Linked DNA regions of Gossypium hirsutum: region 1 is linked to region 2. Evidence: chromatin contacts called from public Hi-C data. All regions are on one chromosome and are shown on one strand. The core of a region is the stretch at or near the end of the contact, and the rest is flanking DNA. Distances in the headings are between cores, read along the strand shown.

Region 1 (6,725 bases), core at 3,815-6,314, 280 kb after region 2:
AAAAGGGCAGGGTTTTGGGTTGGGACTGTCTCAAATAGGCCACAAGCTGCAGATTTTGCATTGAGGGATCACATAGTGGATGTGATGGATAAGAGGAAAGCCGAGTGTTTGATGCTCGTGTCTGATGATTCCGATTTTGTTGGTGTTTTGAAGGAGGCGAAACTGAGGTGTTTGAAGACGGTTGTTGTGGGGGATGCCGATGATGGGGCATTGAAAAGAGTCGCAGATGCTGGGTTTTCTTGGACAGAAATATTGAAGGGAAAAGCTAAGAAAGAGGCAGTATCCGTTGTGGGGAAGTGGAAAGACCGTGATATCTTGAAGAAACTAGAGTGGACTTATGATCCAGAGGTGGAGAGGAAGTTTTATGGCTCTGAAGATATGTTTGATGAGGAGAGTGAGGATCTGGATTTTGATGGTAGTGATGATGGAAACAGTTCTGATTATATGCATAAGGAAGATTCTGGTGCATGGTGGGAGTTGGACACTGACTCTGATGCTGACTCTTCCAAGTCGCAATAATAATGCAGATTTTGCCTTCGCCATCGTAGCTTACCGAGTTCGTATCAAGTTATCAACTTGAGTACGTTAACGTCTGCATTGTGGTTCAGAAGCTGGGTTCGTTCCTTGAGATGAAATTTCGATGATCCCTTTCTGACTTTTAGATAACTTTATCGAACATCTTAAACCATATTTCTGACTTCTAAAATAATATAATTATTCTTTTGTTCTTGCTTTACAATGAGTCATTCGTGCGATCTTCAAGAAGTTTTTTCTTACCATAAGCGAATTCCTAGATAAGAGAGATGTCACAGTGGATGCTGTAAATCTGATACCGGACTTGGTGAATTTTGACATCCTTAAGAAAAGGATCTTATGGTAGGAGATTTGATGCTCGAGGAAGAAAGGCATCGGCTGTATTTTCTGTGGTTTACAGTACATAAAATGCAAGATGTAGTTTTGTCGTGTTCATCTATATGTAGACGAAGATTAAACGTTGGACCTAGTTGTAGATAATACAACAGCAATGATTAATAAATACTCGTATTAATGTTCCCTTTGCTAGGATGATGTTTGCTGCTGTAAAATAAAAGGGTTCACTTGTTTAAGTGACCACAAATGGAAAAATGATACACATAATTCTTTTCATGCATTTGATCATGCTTTCAACATTTTGCAAGTTCCTAGCTCAAATATTTCCCCTTTTTTCTTTTCCTTTTTCTTGAAACAAGATAGTCTATGAGTTTGCAGGTAAAAAGGCCTTTGTATTAGGAGTTAAATTGTATTTTACTTTTTTTACTAAAAAAATGAGTAAATTAGCATATGTATGTTAGATTGTTAAAATTTATAGAATAAATTAAACAATTACACATGATACATGTAGAGAATCAGTTTTTAAAAGTAAAAATAGATGAAATTTTTAACTAAAAGACTAATTTGCTCTTTAATCTAATATTCAAGGATTAATTAACCTATTTTTTGAATAAAAGGGGCACAATGGAATACAACTTCTAATACAAGAGACTTCGCGATATTTTTACCTAGTTTTTAATAATATACTACACCTTAATGCCAATGCCGTCAGAACAATACCATGGATGCCATGCAATGTAACAAGTTTGACCTGCTTAACTAGGTCATTCTGTGAAATGCCTAGATTCAAGGCTAAAAGAAATAATTGGTCTTAATTGAAATAAATCCTCACTTTTTTCCATCCTTTGTACTAAGCAAAACCTAAGGATGTGTACTGCGTTCTCCACAACAAGCTCTGAAAACATGTGCTTTTTTCATACTAAAAATTGCGTGTTATAGCTAAGAATTTGAGACAACATAACCATTCTAAAGGCCAAGTAAAGAATACAGCCAAAACAAACAAGTTAAGACATCATACGTCTTCAAGATTTTCCAACCAAAACTGGTAGGCAAAACCAGGGGAATTCTATAGACAAAATATCATTTAAAAGCACGTTGCAGCGGTTGCAATTTTATTGAAATAACTGTACGGTTGAGAAAACAAAATGAACCAGCATTCAGAACATCTTTTCGATCCATCAGTCATGAACTGTACAAGGCTTAAAACTGCTAAAAGAAGCTTCCAAGAGAAAAGAAAGCAACACGTGGAATAACAACTAAAATGCTGCTAGCTTTCCATCACTACGAATTGGGACGAGAGGCCCACCCTACAGGCAAAGCAGAATAGCACCCCTACTTGCATGATTATATCAAGCATACGATGAAGTAAATGCTCAATAAACCACCAAATGAACACAACATAGAAGTAATCAATATCAACTAAAATGAGAAAAAAAAAATGAGAAAGTTTCACTAAGAACTCTTCTTCTTTGACCTCGAATAAAAACTGAGGTACCATCTCACTAACTTCTTCAACCCTGCCTCCAAATCAGTCGCCGGCTTGTAACCGAGCTCCATCATTGCTAAGGTAATATTGGCGTGTGTAAACTCCACATCCCCATTTCTTGGTAATGGCACTACTTTCTTCTTAGCTTTCACCTTTAAAATCTTCTCCAATATACTAACCAACGTACTCACAGGTACAGGCGAAGTATTCCCCAAATTAAAAATCCTCAATTGTGCAGGCCCTCTTTTCTTTCCCCCACTCCCTGTACTCTTCTTTGCCGTATCCAATGCTCCCAAACACCCTTTCACTATATCATCGATATAGGTAAAATCTCTAGCCACACTACCCTTATCTGGTGATTCATATACAGTGATAGTTTTACCTTTCATTATATCTTTAGTGAAAAATAAATATGCCATATCGAGCCGACCCCAGGGACCATAAACCGTGAAGAATCGCAATCCAGTTAATGAAAGTCCATAAATATGATTATAAGTATGCGCAATTTCCTCACCAGCTTTCTTTGTAGCAGCATATAAACTAGCAGGTTGATCAGTTCTATCTTTCTCTGAAAATAGGACCTTAGAATTCAAGCCGTATACCGAACTTGAAGATGCCCAGATAATTGCCGGTTGAAGGTTGGCCGATTTCGACACTCCAGTAAGTTCACAAATCCAGCAATGTTACTATGAACATAAGATCCTGGGTTTTGCATAGCGTAACGAACACCTGCCTGAGCTGCTAAATGCATTACGTGAGTAAACAAAACGGCATCGAACAGTTGCTCGAGAAGACCCTTGTCGTTGATGTCGCCTTCGACGACAAAAACCCAAGCTTTTTCGAGGATCTTCTGGCGAGCCCTTTTCAGGGTTGGATCATAGTAATGGTTAAAGTTGTCAAGGCCAAGGACACCGTCTCCACGGCGTTTAAGAGCGAGGGAAACATGGGTTCCGACGAAACCGGCGGCGCCGGTCACAAGGACGGTGTTACCGGTGGTAGAGCGAGGACGGGCAGATTTGCGGATTAGTTTGTGGGAAAGAGAGAGTGGGGTGCGGTGGGACCCAGTAGATAGGTGGCGGCGCAACGATGGTTTGGAAGAAGGGGAGTAAAGTAGGAGGAGGAAGATAAGGAGGACGGAAAGGAAAAGGGTGGAATAAAGGGTTAGCTTGGAAAGAGAGGAAGATGCGGCGGAGGAGTTGAAACGGAAAGCTTTGTCGGGTTTGTATTTGCCAGGAGTGGATGGAATGTTGTCAAGGTGTGACATTTGGAACAATATAAGATGGGATTTAGGATTAGGGTTCAGATTTTTAGTGGTGACGGCGGTGGCGGCGACAGCGGAGAAAGAGGAGGAAGAAAAAAAAGGAAGGTTTGGCTTTTTTTTATACAAATAACCTTAAAAAAAATTAATTAACAAAATGACTTAAGGAAAAAATTATTTAAGGAAATAACCTATTTTGAACAATGTAATTTAGCGTCCTCGATTGGTTAGATGGCACCATCTACTTTTCAGTTAGCATCTTTAACTAATCATTTGGTTTTAAAGAAAATAAAAATTTTGATATCATGATTGTGTCAAGTGCCATTTATATATTTTTAAAATATGAGTGAAAATAATATTTGTAGCATCAATCATTTAAAAAAAATATTTGTATTTTTAAATATACATGAGAAAATATAAAAAAAAATATTTTATGGATGCAATCGGTATATTAGGTGGCATCAGTGAAAATTAAAAAATAAGTAACATAAAAAGAAAAAAAGCAGAAAGAATTTTAGTAGTTTATTTTTCTGTTTCACTTTTTTTTTAATTTTTATTAGTGCCACTTGGCACACGAATGCCACCTATAAAATAATAGTATTTTTTGTATTCTCTTTTGGTGTAAATTCGAAAATACAAATATCAATTTTTAAATTTATATATTTGAAATGTTATTTAGACATGACAAATAATTGCAAATTTAATTTTGTTTGGTAAAAAGAAATTGAAAGTAGATATTGGGTTTTAAAAAACATTATTTATGTTATTAATTGATAGTTATAATTGTAATATATAGGTATTTGAATAGTTAAGGTACAAGTCTTGTTATATATAATTGTTTAAGCTCCTAGTTTTATTTTATGTGAGTTTTACTTTGATGGATTGATTTTAGTCTAAATTATTAGGATTCTTAGTTTATTTGTGTTATATATTAATTTGATTTTACTTTATAGTTTATTAGGCATGTATTTGTAATTATATTATAATTGTATTGAATTTATATTGTAAACTCTAAAAAAGTCAAGAATGCTCTCTCTTAGTCTCTTAGATAAATAGCGCTGCCTGTGGATGGGTCTGAGTAAAGTGGTGACTTTAAAGGGAATGGAGAAGGATGATATCTCTCTCTTGAAGGAGGAACTGATTCAGTCGTCCGTTAAAAGCTTGCTGGTAGTTCCAGGTGAAAAACCGACGTTGTTATGCATTGTGTGGATTAAAAAATCTCACAATCCAGATAGTTTTCAAGCTTAATTAAAAAGTATTTGGCAGACTAAGAAGAAATTTGAGATATAGGTTACAAGATAAATTTTGTTTTAAATTTCATTTGAAGATGAAGAGGATCTGGAGTTGACTTTGGAGGGACAATCATGGCTTTTTTTATGGCAATTGATTATTTTTGATAAATTATTGGAATCGATGGAACGAAGCAAAATAGATTAGTGGCGTCTCTTTTTTGGGTCAAAGGGGGTCCTTGTCCCTCAGAGTGTGATTGAAAGGATCTTATGCAAGCAATTGGATCCACCTCTAGGGGAGTGCTTAGATCGAAAGTCAAAGGTGATTTTTATAGGATTAAATTGTAGATGAATGTGCAAACACCTTTAAGAAGGGGATTTTTATTCTAACTGAGTCGCAATAGAGAATTTGGGTCCATGAAAATTTGCATGGAGTTTACTTTAGGTGTGGACAGATGGGGCATAGTATTAACGAGTGTATCAAGGTTACACTAAAGGTTAAAGACCTACCCGAGGATGAGTTACCATATTCGCTGGCTCTTAAGGCAAAATTAAATTTCTTGGGTAGAAAGAGTTTAAAGCTAAAATCCGTTGCGAGGAAATCAATGAAGCAATGGTCGTATACTAGAGCAGATGAAGAAAATGTGGCGGCACAATAAAATTAGTGAGGTCAGTCCATTCTCTAGGAGTGGAGGCAAACGTCAAATCGACGAAAATGAGAGCTGTGGTGGAGTTTGAGTTTGACTCGAAAACTATTAGTGTGAGGAGAGATTTCAGGAATGGCTTGGTTGATAAGGATTGTGAAACTGATAAAATCTTTCCAAGACTTTGATTGGGAAAATATGGATCATGATGAATCTCTTAATGAGATAGGGCACAATATGAAAGTGGATGAGGTCTAATCTGAGGTCATGCGTTCATGGAAAAAGAAAAAAGACATGAGAGGAAATTGACGAGTAGGGGAATTTTTCCAAGCATTGAGAATGGAAAAAGAGCGAAAATTGTTGAGAAAGACTCAGATGATTTAATGACTATCGTTACAGAAAGGAATTCTTCGAAGTAAGATTTAGCTTCACTTTATCAGGGATCGACGGCTGCCAAGAGCCAAGCCAACCAGGCGTAATGAAAATCATATGTTGGAATGTCCATGGTTTAAGGGGTCCATAGGCAGTGCATCGTCTTCAACATGTGCTGAAGCAATTCAGTCTCCAAATCGTCTTTTTCATGGAGACAAAACTTGATGGGAGAAAGGTAGAAAGGGTAAGAAAATGTTGTGGTTTTATTAATAGGATAGACATAAGGGCTAAGGGAACTAAAAGGAGCATGGAAGGAAAAGACGTCCATTGATTTGAGATGTTATGCATCAAAATTTATTGATGTGGTGGTTAGAAGCTGTGAAAAGGATTGGCACTTCACAGGTTTTTATAATTCCCAGTTTGCAAGTCAAATGAGTAATTCATGGAATGATCTTAAAAGGCTAGGGTTGAATACTGATCTCTCGTGGCTTGTTTGTGGAGGCCTTAATAAAATTATGTACGCTTTTGAGAAGAACGAGGGTTTGCCTAGGGAAGAAATGAAAATGGAGTTGTTTAGAGAAACATTGGAGGATTGTCAACTTTTTGATAAAGGGTACTCGAGGCCATGATTTACTTCGGAGTAAGACAATATGCCTGAAACAAATATTAGGGAAATGTTAAACAAGGGGTGGCAAATGAAGATTGGTTAAAAAGTTTCCCAAATACATTGATTTGTCATTTACCACATTCTTCCTCAGATCATTGCCCCCTATTAGTGCAATTAGGTCATAAGGAAGGAGGGAAAGTAGTTAGCGATTTTAAATTTGAAGCTTGGTGGACTATGGAAGACTCGTTCGAAGGGGAAG
Region 2 (6,784 bases), core at 2,957-5,456:
TTCGTAAAAAAAATTAATTAAATTCTTTCTTCAAAAATATATTTAATTAATTTTTAATATCAATTAAATTTTTTAAGTAACATTTTTTGTTGGTTATTAATGGTGCTGTTAAACTGACGCTTCATGTCAGTCACGATGCCATGTTAATTGGCCACACACCCAAAAAGAAATTTAAAAGCTTTAAAAATAAAAATAAAAATTAAAAGAAATATTTTTTTAATGGAATAAACCTTGATAAATGATTGTTCAGGTTCATTCATTTTAAATCTTATTCGTTAAAATTTTATAAATTTTAAAAAATATTATTAAAAATTATAAAAATATTAAAAAATTTAAAAGTAATAAAAAGACCATTTAAAATTTAAATTACAGAATGAATCTGGACATATGTTAGTCCAGATTCACTGAAGATTATTATTCTAAATTATATAAAGTTCAAAAATATAAAAAAAATTCCTTCAAAAATATGAAATGTGTATCAATGTTTTAATTTTATTGGTACTTTTGAAATATATAAAATTATTTTAATAAATAAAATTTAATAAGAGCCCAAGTCGCACAGCCATAATGCGTGGAGTTATTGATGAGAATCACATCATTGAAACAATGGAAAGATGAAAAATTAAATGTGTTTTAGATGAACATATCCAAAGGTAAAAGATCCCATGACCAAAAATAGCCAAAATTTTTAAACTAATACACATATCAGTATCACTTGAGAGGTGCCACCATTGTCTGTTTGAAAAGTGACACAATCCACACACACTAATTTTTATATCCTTAATATATAAATAAAAGTTTTCCTATTTATATATTCACATTTAAAAAACCTTTACTTCTGCATTAATAAAATTATAATCTATTTATATATTTATTTACTAAAAATAATTTTATTTTTATTTTTTACATATCTTAAAAGTTACCAATAAAATTAAAACATTCATACACATATCATGTTTTTAAAGGAAAATATTTTAAATATCTTTTAAACTTTATATAATTTAAAAAAATAGTTGAATCTGAACATAATATCATCTATGTTTTCATTGGATTTGGATAATCTTATATCCATATTCATTCTAAACTTTTCAACTTTTAAATAGTTTTGATTAATTTTTAATTTTTTATTAATTTTTAGAATATTTTTAAATGTATTTTTACTCAAAAATAATTTTTTTAATTTTTTTAAAAATTAAATTTTGAAATGAATGAACTTAATAAAAACTATTTTTAATTTTTATTTTGCTAACACAGTAGTTGGCAACGTCAGCAACTATTGTTGACAGTGAGCGCCATGTCAACACCGTTAACTGTCACATCACCACTGTAATAGTCAAAGATGAAAAAAGTTAATCAAAAAATTTAATTGATGTTATTTGAGAGTTTGAGGGTTTAATTAAATGCATTTGAGGCTTAATTTTTTTTTGTGAAAGTTAAAAGAGTTTATATACCCCTTTAGCAAAAAAAAAAAAACGGTTGTAACAACTTAACAGATTGATTCCCTCCCTGTTGCCATTTTCCCAATTTTATTAACCAAGTAAAAACGGTTGTAACAACTTATGATAATCAACAAGGGCCTGAGGATGTTTCCGCTCACGTCTGCTCCTCCTTGGCTGATCTGTCACTTGTTGAGATGGCAGTTGCTGAACTGGTTAATAAAGTATTTGTTAGAGCCAATAAGGCAACCACAAACTGTGATTTTAATTTATATTTCAAGTTTCAACTACCATTTAATCCTAGTTTCATCATTATATTTTTATTTATTATTAATTTATTGGTTTATCTTTTTAAGTGTATTAAGAGTTTGAGGGTGTGAAGAGAGAGTGTAAGAGCATCATATAATAAGATTTTTTTTATTTCAAAATTATTGAGTGCTTAAAAAAATGATTTGAAGAGCTGACAAGTTTATAAAATAGAAGCGACTTGCAGGGTTTAAACCTATGTGACATGAGTGCAAGTTGGGTACAGAATACAAATGATAACATTCTCAAAAGTGTCTTATATGTGCTAGAATTTAGAATTTGAAACTTGCCACTAGATAAGAAGCGGTTTCAAGAGTAACCTCATTGACAAGGAGTATGAGAATCGAGACTGTTGATTAAACTAAAATGGGCTCAGATTGTTGGTATGACCCTCCAATATTGGGTATTATTAGGACCCTTACTGGGTTTTGAAACTTGATTCCTATTTCATGCAAGGAAATGATTCAGAAAAGTCTCACATACTCTAATCCTGCTATTGTCAGTTATTAGAGTACAAATTTGTGGTCAGTTGAGAATAAGAACTGAAAAAGATGATGAAGGAAGGTAAAACCCTAAATTGAAATGAGGTAGAATGAAATTTTTAGAAGCAGCATGCTTCTCTCCTTCCCATAGGTGATTTGGGTCCTTATTTTAATTTATTTATTGTTTTTATCAGTTAGGTTTTTTCCAATCCCCTACAAGTTTGCATGTTCGTTTGTACCATTTTCTTGACATAGTAGTTAACTACTCAAAATGTCCGAATCCGGCCAAAAATAGTGCTTAGCATGTAGGAGAAACTGTCTTGAGATATAGGCCATTTATAAAGCTTTGATCATGTTTGTCTTTTTCTTAATATTCGTTTGCCACAAATGAGAAAGGGTCTTGAAAGAAGCAAATTAAGATGATGTTGGCACCGAGTAACTACAAAACAGGTGACCTCTTGCCGCCATACTGCGAAGGTAAAGATCTACTTACGGTTAGAATATTCTTTTACTTTTTTGTGTCCCCCCTGCTGATGAAGTTTATCAAATACTTATCTAAACAAATGCATGCATCCAAATACACTCACGCAAAAGAAACAATGGCCATTCTTTGACTCAACCTGGAACCCAAAAAAAAAAGGTCATCTCCCCTTAAATTAATCCAAGTTGCACTAAGTGTTGAGTGTGCATCCAATATGAATATGTGCATGATGCAAATAAGCAACTAAAGTCAACCGGAAATACATGTAAGAGAAAATTTCAAAAAGAAAAAAACGAACAAAAGACGGTTTGCATTTATACCAGTTAGTACTGTTCCGCTGGCAACATTCAATGAAATGTAGCAAATTTGCAGTCGACGTATGGCATGGATTAAAATGCTTCTTTCTGGTTGCAGAAGTAAATGTGAGCCATTAAAGGCACTTCATTAGCACTAGAGTAGTAGAGTTGTAGGCCATAGCAGAAGCACCACGTTGAAGCTTACTATACAATTGTTGCAGATTAGGCATGAGCTAAACAACTATTACTCTTATTCGAGAATGAAAACTAAATTGAATCGACTCCATAGGCTTAAAATACTTGTAAATACAAAGATTTTATAAATGCCAAATATATACAAGTAATGAAGCTAAAGATTAATTATTACAAATTCCAACATGCATTTTATTCATGAAAGCAACTTAACATAGAGCGAAGAAATGAACACATGGAGGCGTTGGTGAAAACTATAGGATGACATGACTTTGTGAAACAACTTGTGCTAGCACCAAGATCCAAACACCACCAAGAATGTGCAAGCACAGAGACAGACATATGGTGGCAAAAACTGAAGACTTTGCACTAACATATCTCACTATCTCAAGACCACCTTCAACGATAGCTTCTTGAGCAACCTTGACACATTTTTTCATGTCTTGACATACCATCTCCAACAAAACTTCAAGGAATGCTAACTATTTCGAATGCAATCCTTCCACTCATATCAACAACAAATTTCTCATTTCTTGGCTCTGATAAAGTTGATGACACTTTTCTAACCCACCCATCATCATCATCATCATCATTGACATCATCAGGTGAGTCCTTTGAACTATTAGAATTTGTCAAAACTTGATGAGATATTTTGACAAGAGCCTCCATTGCACCATTAGAAGTAGTGATCAACAAGTTCCTCAGTTGTGTTGCATGGTCGGGGTTAGTCAACCCTGCAAAGAGCTCATCAAAAGTGTTGACATCTTTAGTCATTTCAAGATAAACGCCCACCATAGAGTTAACAAAAACTTGAATACAATCACCAATCAGCTCCCTAAACTCATCACCACACACCAAATTCAGCCAGCACGGAGTCAATTTTGAGTTCGAATCTCCTTTAGATTGCAGTTCTTTACATGCTGCCATGACCAAATTCCTAGCAAAGCTTTCAACAACAGCGGAAGCAAAACCAGCACCAGCTTCAGTAAAAAGCTTATCCATAACTTGATCCATTGAACGAGATTTGGCATTTAAGGTATCACCACTTCTTGCCTCCGATTGATAACCACGTAAAATTCCCACAGTCAGGCCTTGTGTAACCCTTGCTATGGACTGTGAAAATTCATTGGACTTGGTGATTTTCGAAACTTGTTTCAAAGTATTAGGAATTTGGTCTAATTTTGATAGGAGAAAACCATTCAAATCATTAGAAACAACTCTTATTATTTTAGCACAATCAGAGATGGCTTAAGTAATGGAAACCAAAGCTCCTAAAAGCTTTAAAACTCTGTTTCTCTTTTGAGTTATAGCAGGAAAGTGATAAACTCTATAGAAACCATAACTGGTTAAACCAAAAATCGCCATTAAAGCAACCCATTTCTTCTTCTTTTGGGAAAAATCCAAACCCTTTAAAGCCAATTACAGCTCCATAAGTTGCTAAGACAAAACTCTTCGAAAAAAGCCAAGAAAACTCACCTCAAACTCAAATGAAGTCTCCCTCTTCCTTCAAATGAAGTCTTCTAACCCACATATATAAAAGAAAATAAGCAAAGTTTTTTTTTTTCAATCTAAGGTAAATGGTTATTACAAGTACAAAGAACATGAAAAGGAAGAGATAAAAACAGAAACAAGATCAAACTTAAACTATATTGTAGAATGCAAAGACGTCAAAGCAGTTGCAGAATAATAGAGCAGTCTGTCGCAGGGATAATATTTGATTTGCATATAATATTTATTTATGCAAAAAAAAAAAAGGAAAGAGAGGAATGATAAGCAAATTCAAGCATTCATTATTAGGTTTTTGAAGTTCTTAAGTTTCAACGACCACCAGAAAATTTACAACACGTTTGGTTGGCATGAATAGCCAAACTATTCCTGGATGATTCGGTGATAAGCAGCTATTCATTAGTTTGGTTCACTGAATCCTCCATTCGACAGAATTTCATTCATCTCCCATTCCGCCTCTTCCCGTAATAGCCATTCCCCACCTGATTTAAAGAATAGCAATACAGAGCCTCCACCGAATAAGAAAAAAAACATAACCTCCCATTCTTGCCCTTTACCACTCTCCCTCAGCAAACACCTCAAGCCACCACACCCCAACCCTGTCTCCTAGTTCTCGTTTAGTTATTCTCATCCCACGACCATCATCGACAGAGATCTCGACATTATAAAAAGCATCCCCAAAGTTGAGACGAGTAAGGTTATTATTTCCCTCAATCTCACCTCCATTGTGAGAATTTCATCTCTTTACTTCTCTGCTTGTATTTCACTAGAAAGGGGTTGTGAAAAAAATGAGTTTTCGAAAAAAAATTGGTCAACTGGTTGATCCGATTATTTTAGGGCAATTTAGGGTTAGAAAACTAAGCTTGGTTTATTCGAATTGTTGGGCATTTCTGTTTATTGTAAGGGATTTCAGGTTGCTTGTCTCAATAGTAAGAGATTTCAATTTCAGGTTGGAATTTGTTGTTTGTGGTAAATGGGTTGAAGGGGTTTTGGATTTTGAGCTTTGAATCAGTTATAGAGTTTTTGAGCAAGAAAAAGAAAAAGAAAATAGAGGCGGGGGAGATGAGGAAATCGTTTTACTGGTAAATTTGCCATTACTTTACTTCTTCTTCTTTTTTTTCAATTTTGATTCTGAAATGTTGGGCTAGTTACAGTGTAAGCTGAACAAAGCATTTCAGCTGAAAAAATCTTTGAGGTTAAATTAAAGAGAAATTCGACATATGTGTTAATAAGCTTTGTTTATTTTTGAATCTTAATGCTTAGAGAATCATAAGTTATTTGATGGGTTATTTGATTGCTTAGTGTTTCAACAATCTTAGCATCTGTACCAGCATTCATGATTTTCTCTTAGCAATGAAGACTCTGTATATCTATAATTAGTAGTGTGAATTGTATTGATTTCACCGATATTTGATTGCTTACAAAATTGGTGGATGTTTCTTTGAGTCGTTTCTGCATTTACTTATTTTTTATCATTTTCATTTAAGATTTGCCCCCCCAAATAATTTTGGAGATGTATTTCATATCAATAAGCTTGGACAATATTTTTAACCGAAATTATGCATCTATATGTCAGGCTCACATGCTCAAACTTATGATACTTTGAAGGGCAACAGTGGTGGTCAATCATGTATGCTCAGCCTATCAGAAGATAATATCCTGGACACTGTGGGAGTCATTTGTGTTGACACTGAAAGAAATATAGCATAGGAGCCTCCAGTGGTGGTATTGTACTGAAGGTGATAACTACTAGACGAAACTGTATTTCTTAGTTCATTCCTTTTTGAGGCTATATGATTTATGATACACTTTTTCCCACAATTGTGATAGGTCTCTGGTCGTGTGGGATTAGCAGCAATGTATGGTGCAGGCTGTTGGGCCTCCTCAAAAGGACCCTTTGGGGCTCGTTTCATAGTTGGTTGTTGTGTTAGCGGTGCTGGAGAACACCTAATGAAAGGATTTTCAGCTCGGGAGTGCTGTGTCTCATCGTCACTGTAGGATTCTTTTGGATTTATATGACTAACAGGAATTTGTTCCCTTTACATGAAGAAAGTTTTAGTTATCCTAAATGGACCTTGTCGAGTT

The links. A called contact is a pair of places that touch in the nucleus more often than the background predicts.
Region 1: a Hi-C map of leaf shows a contact between it and region 2, with 4 times the contacts expected there. The contact joins the promoter of LOC121209907 here to the promoter of LOC107959405 in region 2. A contact is called at or near these places in 6 of 34 Hi-C or Micro-C datasets (callus, hypocotyl and leaf).

Annotation. Positions count from the first base shown.
Region 1 is chrA11:61,499,723-61,506,447 of Gossypium_hirsutum_v2.1, forward strand. LOC121209907 reads left to right here and starts at 5,065. Exons shown (of 3, transcript XR_005905088.1): 1 at 5,065-6,725. LOC107957871 reads left to right here. Exons shown (of 3, transcript XM_041082083.1): 3 at 1-1,146. The coding sequence ends at 519. It also overlaps the pseudogene LOC107893133.
Region 2 is chrA11:61,223,798-61,230,581 of Gossypium_hirsutum_v2.1, forward strand. It overlaps LOC107959405 (protein PHLOEM PROTEIN 2-LIKE A10-like), which reads right to left and starts at 4,207. Exons shown (of 1, transcript XM_016895466.1): 1 at 3,662-4,207. The coding sequence starts at 4,207. The coding sequence ends at 3,662. It overlaps LOC107959395 (putative threonine aspartase), which reads left to right and starts at 6,269. Exons shown (of 5, transcript XM_016895457.1): 1 at 6,269-6,367; 2 at 6,530-6,693. The coding sequence starts at 6,269.